Regions from separate parts of the Mus musculus genome. Here region 2 is linked to region 1. Evidence: chromatin contacts called from public promoter capture Hi-C data. All regions are on one chromosome and are shown on one strand. The core of a region is the stretch at or near the end of the contact, and the rest is flanking DNA. Distances in the headings are between cores, read along the strand shown.

What was found. Promoter capture Hi-C pulls out the DNA fragments that hold promoters and counts their contacts.
Region 2: a contact with region 1 is called in a promoter capture Hi-C map of macrophages, with 5 read pairs. The contact joins the promoter of Nme1 here to the enhancer-like site in region 1. A contact is called at or near these places in 4 of 39 promoter capture datasets (the C10 cell line, liver, macrophages and 1 more), 1 of 115 datasets of contacts at active chromatin or transcription factors (embryonic stem cells) and 4 of 9 other capture datasets (adipose tissue, embryonic stem cells, liver and 1 more).

The regions. Positions count from the first base shown.
Region 1 is chr11:93,860,971-93,865,067 of GRCm38.p6, reverse strand. Utp18 (UTP18 small subunit processome component) reads left to right here. Exons shown (of 14, transcript NM_001013375.1): 12 at 2,967-3,109. Among named protein-coding and RNA genes, the nearest start is that of Utp18, 23 kb to the left of the region's middle. Within about 2 kb of position 2,222, at least 20 of the 459 cell types and tissues checked have an H3K27ac peak or open chromatin away from gene starts, as enhancers often do. A contact at or near this core is called in adipose tissue and macrophages, where this site is marked.
Region 2 is chr11:93,966,265-93,970,361 of GRCm38.p6, reverse strand. It overlaps Nme1 (NME/NM23 nucleoside diphosphate kinase 1), which reads left to right and starts at 2,090. Exons shown (of 5, transcript NM_008704.3): 1 at 2,090-2,141. It overlaps Gm35198 (a long non-coding RNA gene), which reads right to left and starts at 1,857. Exons shown (of 3, transcript XR_388959.3): 1 at 1,701-1,857.

The DNA of each region.
Region 1 (4,097 bases), core at 973-3,472:
TTTGTGTTTTACAAAGACTTTTTACATTTCATTGAGTATGAACTTAGATGATAGTGTGTGTTTTATGAAGATTTACAAAGAACTCCTTTAAATAATTTGATATTGATAACAACCCTTCAGAGGATTTATTTATCCAAAAGTCAACAGTTAGTAAAGGGCAGAATTGTAATTTCTAGTTTGTTGAGACAAGGTTGCAGGGAGCATGGGCTAACCTTGAATTCCTGATCTCTTGCCTCCATGTCTCAAATGCAGGGATTGTAGGCATGCATCACCACTGCCTTGTTTAGATTCTATACTCTTTGTAACACAGTTGTATATGGCAATATGACTGGGCAAAGAAGCAGCTAAGCTTCTGCCTATGTTATACATACATATCTCACCTAGAGTTCATGGGCCATGTGTGACCAATGATAGATACTAGTGAGGCCCAACACACTTGTAGATGACAGTGGCAGATTGCAATACTAAAAGGTTGGACACTTCTAGTGTGCATTGTCACTGTTGCCCTTGGGGTATAATAGAATTTGGTTGTGAGTTTTTGTTAAATGATTCTCAGAGCCACTTACTAATTGTTGTGACTTGTTATTTGATTGGGGTTGTTCTTTGTTTTTTCTCTCATTAATGTAACTGATTTGCTGGCTTCGTATGTTGGATGTGACGGGTGGGTTCCTTCTCTTGATTTCTTTTATTCACCTGTTTTTCTCAAATATATTCTTTTCTGGGCTCTCATGATTGAGACTTTTTTCTTCCTTTGTGTGTAGTATTTTTTTTCAGATCACAATTTCCTACATTTATACTAATGATCCTAATCACACCCTCATTACCTTCATTGGTCTCACTTCCCTACCGGGAATCCTATCTTCTCAGCTTGTACTCTTCCTGCCTCATGTCTATTGGATAGATTCCTTGTGCTGAGTTTGATTCTTTCTCCTTCCCTTAGTTTTTAGGTTTGCCTCTGTCCTTTCCTTTTCTATTTTGTTTGTTTTTGTTTTTTCCAGACAAGGTTTTTGTGTGTGTGTGCGTGTGTGTGTGTGTGTGTGTGTGTGTGTGGCCCAGGCTGTTCTGTAACTTGCTCTGTAGACCAGCCTGGCCTCAAACTCCCAGAGGTCTCTTGCCTTTCCCTCCTGAGTGCTGGGATTAAGGCATACACCACCATGCCTGGCTTACATTTGCCCTCTTGATCATATTTTAATGCCTTAAAAAATTATATGTGTGTTTTGCCTGCATATGTGTTCCATCTGCATGCCTGGTGTTCATGAGGGTCAGCAGAGACTGTCAGATCCCTAGGAATTGGAGTTACTGATTGTAATGAGCCACCCATGTTGATGCTGAGAGCTGAACCCCAGTCCTCTGAAAGAGCAGCCAGTGCTTTTTACTGTTGAACCAGCTCTCTAGCCCCTGTATCTGAGGTTGTTTGTTTGTTTTGTTTTGTTTTAGATATTTTCTTTATTTACATTTCAAATGTTATTCCGAAAGTTTCCTATACCCTCCCCCTGCCCTGCTCCCCTACCCACCCACTCCCACTTCTTGGCCCTGGCGTTCTCCTGTACTGGGGCATATAAAGTTTGCAGTACCAAAGGGCCTGACTCTCTTCCCAATGATGGCCAACTAGGCCATCTTCTGCTACATATGCAGCTAGAGACAGGAGCTCTGGAGGGTACTGGTTAGTTTGTTGTTCCACCTATACAGTTGCAGACCCCTTCAGCTCCTTGGGTGCTTTCTCTAGCTTCTCCATTGGGGGCCCTGCGGTCCATCCAATAGCTGACTGTGAGCATCCACTTCTGTGTTTGCCAGGCACTGGCATAGTCTCACACGAGACAGCTATATCAGAATCCCTTCAGCAAACTCTTGCTGGCATATGCAATAGTGTCTGGGTTTTGTGGCTGATTATGGGATTGTATCTGAGTTCTTGTACTTATTTTTCTTCATTGGTGTTTGAATATAGTGTTTTGTCAGCCTTGTTCTCTATTCTTGATATTTTTTCACAGCATCTTACCATGTACCCATGGCTGGCCTGGAACTAACAATATCAGTCTGGCTTCAAACTCAAGGAGATCTGCCTGCCTCTGTCTCCTGCAGTTAAAGGCATGCTCTACTGTGCCTGGCTGGCTCTCTGATCAGTTTTTGCCTAGTAAGCTTCTGAAATCTCTTTCAGACTAGGGATGGCTTCCCCGTTTGGTATGTTGAGTTGAAGAGGCCTAGAGCAGCTGTCAGTCTTTCAGTCTGAGTCATGTTGCTGTCTTTCCTCATGGTCATACTTCTATGTTGTTATTTGTGCCTCTGTGCTGTGGATGTCTCTGCTAGTTTTATTTAGGGATTTTACTGAACAGCTTATTCTTGAGGACTTAGACTCTACCTAGTACCACTGAGAGAGAGAGAAGCTAGCTGTTGTAATAGTTACACCAAACTGAAAAATGTAGAAGAATATTTAAAATGGATTGAAGACCACTGACAAATTCCCAATGACCATAAAATAGAAAATGTAGAGTGCTGTCAAATGTTAACAAACCAAAACCAGAAGTTTCACAGTGATGAAAAATTTAAGGAAACAAAGTTAGAGATGACATGGTAGGTAAAGTCTTTGCCATTCAAGTGTGAAGCCCTGAATCAAATCCCCAGAGCCCATTGCAGACTCAGTGTGAGATGGGAAGTGGAGGCAGGAGACTCTGGTGTGAGAGCTTCTGTCTCCAACACGGTAGGAGGCGAGGACTGACACCGACCTCCATGCAAACTGCTCACTTATACTCACACACACGAACTTGAACATGTGCATGTGTACACACAAATCTAGTTATGGGCAGTTTGGCCATATTTGTGGAGCAGTGCTTTCATGTATGCCATAGTCAAGTGACCTCTTTTTTTTTTTTTTTTTTTTTTTTTTTTTTTAATCAAGATAGAGTGAAAAAATTTGGGAAAGGATAAGTTCCTAGTTTTTGTAATTTAAGGCATTTTTTGATCTCCTGCAGGTTCATCTTCCTTCCTGTACAGTATTTTCTAACTTTCCAGTTTTTAAAAAGAGTACTCTTTCTCGTGTTCAAACCATGGATTTTTCTCCCAGAGGTGGATACTTTGCCTTAGGGAATGAAAAGGGCAGGGCCCTGATGTATAGGTAAGTATTATTTATATTTAAAGTCAGATCTCTAATAAACTGCTCTTTAAAGTGTGAAGAGAATAGTCTCAATTTTATAGTTATATAAAGAATTTAATCTTTTAATTTATTGCATGTTCAAGCCTGTCTATCATTATCTAACTGCATAATTCTCCCACAAATGTGTGTGTGTGTTGTATAACTAGTGTTTTTCCCCAGTAAGCTTTGATTTTTTTTTTTTTTAGAATGCTAATCAAGGAAAAGTAGCCACTTTAACAATACTGTTATTTTTTTTTGGTAGTTTGAGAGATTGACTTGCTGAGTTGACAGTCACTTTTTAATCTTCTGGATTTAAGTGAATTTAAAGGGAGGGGAAAAAAAAGGATGTTTCTGTCCATGGAGCTATAAGCTATAAATAAGGATGTTAGTCACAAAAAGATCCAAAAGTTAGGTCATCTATCTCTGTTTCTCTTCTTTACCCAAATACTTATCTTTAAAACAGGCATAAGCAAGATTTAATTGCACCATTGCTAGAATATGGTGAACGGTGACTCTTCAAGGAGAACTGAAACTTTGAGTGGGAGCCTGCCCTGAATGACAGTCCCTTTCCCTTGTGCTGGGTGTGACTGCTGCACACAACCCTGGGTCTCTGTGCATGCTCCGGGGAGTGCTGCAGGCTGAAGGAAAGGAGGAGCAGAAATTGGTTTAAAAGATAGTAATGGAATGAAAATACAGCAGACTGTGGGTTAAATTGCTACCTATTATGAAATGAGAATGAGTTATACCAGGGTAATTTTGTCAGATTAGTTTGGGAGCAAGCACAGATTTTCCTAAAAGAGCTCTGTGAGAGCTGCTTTGATGCTCTTTAAGCCCCAGAGCATTGTGGTTTTCACATTGTGCTCTAGAGTGAAACTGTCTTGCTGTGCTGGGGATTTGGATTGACAGCAAGCACTTGGAGTTAGTGTGTGGCTGATGAGGTACTTTGTCAGTCATAGCAGTTTATGATGTA
Region 2 (4,097 bases), core at 841-3,340, 110 kb before region 1:
ACAGATGGTTGTGAGCCTTCAAGTGGTTGTTGGGAATTGAATTTTTCAGACCTCTCCTCACTGCAGTAGCCCCACTCGCTCCAATCAAGTCTGCTTGCTCAGTCCGGCATAAAGATTTATTTATTATTATACATAAATACACTGTAGCTGACTCATTAGATCTCACTACAGGTGGTTGTGAGCCATAATGTGGTTGCTGGGATTTGAACTCAGGACTTTAGAAGAGCAGTCAGTGCTATTACCTGTTGGGCCATCTTGCCAGCCCCCCCCACCCCCCTTTTTCTTCTCAAATCAGTCTTTTATAGTCTAGGCAGACTTCAAACTTACTGTGTAGCTTAGGATGACCTTGAACTTTTGACCTACCTTGGATGTGCTGGGATTACAGGCCTGTGAAACTACACCCAATCTAAGTAAAGTTGGGGATTCAACCTAAGGCTCTGTGCATGCCAAGCAAACATTCTACCCACCGAGCTAGAGACAATAGCTTTTCTTTTCCTCCTCCACACCCCCTGCATATTCTGCCTGTGAAAAGTCTATTCTTGTCTTTTGCCCATTTTATAATTAGACTATGTGTGTTTGACTCTTTTTTGTTTGTTTGTTTTGCTTTGTTTTGCTTGAGATAAGCTTTTGCTAAGTTGTGCTGACTAGCCTGTAATTCACTATATAGATCAGGCTTGTCTTGAAATCACAGAGCTCTTTAACCTGCCTGTTTTTTTGAGAGACATATTCTCTCTATGTCATCCTGGTGGCCTCTAAGTCTTGATGATCCTGCTTCAGCCTTCCCAGTGCTGTGAATTCATCAGGCAAGGCCCTTCTCATTTGACCAACACCCCAGTCCCTCCATTTCATTAAAAACAAAAGACAAAAAACAAAACAAAAAAAGCAAGCAAGCAAACAAACACATCATCTGGGCTGGCAAGCTGGTCCAGTGGCTATGAAGCACACACTGTCCTTGCAGAGGACCCAAGTTCCGTTCCTAGCACTCACATCAGATCACTCGCAACTGTTTGTAACTCCACCGCCATTGGAACTGACCACTTCATACACTGACATACGCGTGTACATGTAAATAAATAATAAGAGGCTGGAGAGATGGCTCAATGATGAAGAGCACTGTCTACTCTTCCAGAGGTCCTGAGTTTAATCCCCAGCAGTCACGTAGTGGCTCACAATCATCTATAATGGGATCTGATGCCTTTTTCTGGCCTGCAGGTATACATGCAGATAGAGCACTCATACATAAAATAAATACATCTTAATAAGCAAACAAATAAATAATGCCGGATGTGGTTATGCCTTTAATCCCAGAACTCGGGAGGCAGACTAAGAGGGAGTCTCTGCGAGGTCATGGCCAGCCTGATCTACACAGTGAGTTCCAGAAAAGTCAGAGTTACATAATGAGACCCTACATACAATAATAACAACAATAATAAAACCCTCCTCCCGCGTTTCCTACCATCAGGTATTCACTATAATTCTTGGCTCTCAGGTAATAACGGGCTTTCTCCCTTCATGTAGGTCCTTTTGATTATCACTTCTGCAGAGATTTCTCAGCCTTAATTTTTTCCCCCTGCTCTGTTCTTTCTTATCAGCACTTGCACTGTGTGTTCACTATCAATTTTCTCTTTATTGTCGCAATTCTCAACCCTACTAGTAAGCTCCCAAGTAAACTTCAACCCTAGGCTCTAGAATGTTCCTACCCGGCACATAGGATTCAGTACATTTGTTGCTTGACAGAATGAAGGGAAGGTGGAATGACACGGCCACTGAAGCTCTAGTTGTGACTTCATGCAGTGTGAGCGCCACCTGTCGGGAAAAACTAGATTTTCTCGGGAACGGAGGAAGTGAGTCACAGGCAGCCGTAGGGGAGAAACAGAAGATGGCCGCCAGACAGGGGGGGTAAAAAAATCCAAAACACCACACCCAGTGTCGGAAGTTAAACACTGGGCGAGTGCTCCCTAGAATGACATCCGACTCCCCAGAAGAAGCGGGGACCGGCGGTGTACCGCTAAAAGGGCTCCCCTGAATCGGAACTGTCCGAAAAGGTTCCGTGCGAGCAGCTGCGGGGAACCACGTGAGGCCGGGGAGCGTTTCCGGTGCGGGCAGTCGCAGCCGGCGGTAAAGCCTTGTCATCTGAAGGGGTAAGAGGGGTCAAGTTGAGAGTCAAGGAGACAAGTTGAGGGTTTAGGTGAATGGGGAGGGAGGTGGGCGTTCACTAAAGGGTGCACTCTCCGCGGGGTGTTAGGGAGATGGCAGGCAGGGAGATGGCAGGCTGTGGCCAGGTACAGACCTGTCAGCTTGATACGCCACGTGGGCTCGCCTTTGTCCGTGGCCGCAGTTCCTGTCCGGCTCGCGGCAGGGCTATGCCTTATTCTCTTTCCAGTCCGCTGTTGGGCACAGAGTTGGTACTCGGGTGGTGCTTGCTGAATGAATGAATGACACTCTCTGTGTGTGTGAATGTGAGTGAAGAGAGAAAGAAAGAGAGATCGGTATGCAGAGGCTTTCATAGAGGATGTTTCAGCCATTTCTGAATAATCTTTCCTTCAGACATTCTCCAGCTAGTCTGTGGCTTCTGTCTTTCTCTTTATGGGGGGCGCGATTGCCACTTAAGGCCTGCTCTTTGCTCCTATTGACTGCGAGACCCCGTGGTTTGGTATCAAAGATAGGTGGACTGGCTTACAGACCGGGCAGGCGAGAGGGACAGGAAGTCAGGAACAAAAATGATCATGCAAAGGTTCATGCATGCCCTAGCTCACATGTGAACCCCAGAAGGTAATTTTGTGGAGCGGGTTCGTGGGACCCAACACATGCTTGTAGTACAACTCAAGGTCTGCTAGGCCGTCTAGCTGGCTCAGGCCTCATTCTTAGGGTATAAAATTAGAGGTGAACCCAAGTTTAGAAAGACAGAGCCAGGAGCCGGTGTTGCTGTCCTCTTAGGTATCGTCTTTCAAGGTGGAGTCTCCTTTCATCTTGTGAGGCAGTGTACCCTGGAAATGGAACATTCTGGAATGGATGTTCTCCAGGTGTCTTCTTCCTGGATGATGCCCCATGTTAGGTATTGGGCTGTGGTTTTTCTCATAATCCACAGTTCATTGGTTAGTTACAATACTCATTGCCCTTTCCCCATAATATGTAATTTAATAAATGTTAATTGCTAGTCTTACATAATGGACTTTCAAGTTTTTATCTTTTTATTCTCTGACAATTTTCTACATGTATGTGATATATTTAGTCATTTCACCCTCTCCCCTTACACTCTCTCATCTAGCCTGAATTCTTCCAACAAGTTCTCTCCTACTTTCATGTCTTATATTTTTTCTCTCTGTGTGTGTGTTTGTGTGTGTTTGAATGAGTTTAATTGGAGTTGCTTGCTTGATGGATAGAGGAGTTATTTGCTGTGGCATGGACAGTTTACCCATGGCTACATCAGTGAAGAGTGCCCCCCCCCCCTTAATTGCCAATAATTGCCAATAGCTCCCAAGGCAGGGATAAGGCCTTGGGCCTTCTGAGTCCCTCCCCAATCTATGATAGAACATAGTCATTGTTTGTTTGCTTTCCCATTTTCTTCTTTTCTTTTTTCCTTTTCTTTCTTTCTTGCTTTTCTTTCTTTCTTCCTTCTTTTCTTTTTTTATGCTTTGCTTTGCTTTTTGAGTCAGGCTCTTATGTTGCCCAGGCTGGTCTGATTTTTTTTTTTTTTCCCTTTTGCCTTAGCCTTCCTAGGGATATAATTACTGGCATGTATCCTCAGGCTTGGCTTTTCTCATTGCATCCTGAGAAGTGTCCCAAATTGCACAGGGCTGGGAAATCTCATTCTTTGTAAAAACCAAAGATGGTTGTCGTGACATATTCTCTAAAACTTTTTTTTTTTTTTTCGTTTTTGGTTTTTCGAGACAGGGTTTCTCTGGAACTCATTTTGTAGACCAGGCTGGCCTCGAACTCAGAAATCTGCCTGCCTCTGCCTCCCGAGTGCTGGGATTAAAGGTGTGCACCACCACGCTCGGCTCTAAAACTCTTGCTGGCTTTAATGTCTGAGGTCAGACCGTCTTGTTCCAGATGTTGCTTTCCCTAGGAAAACCACACCAGTGCAACATCCCCTA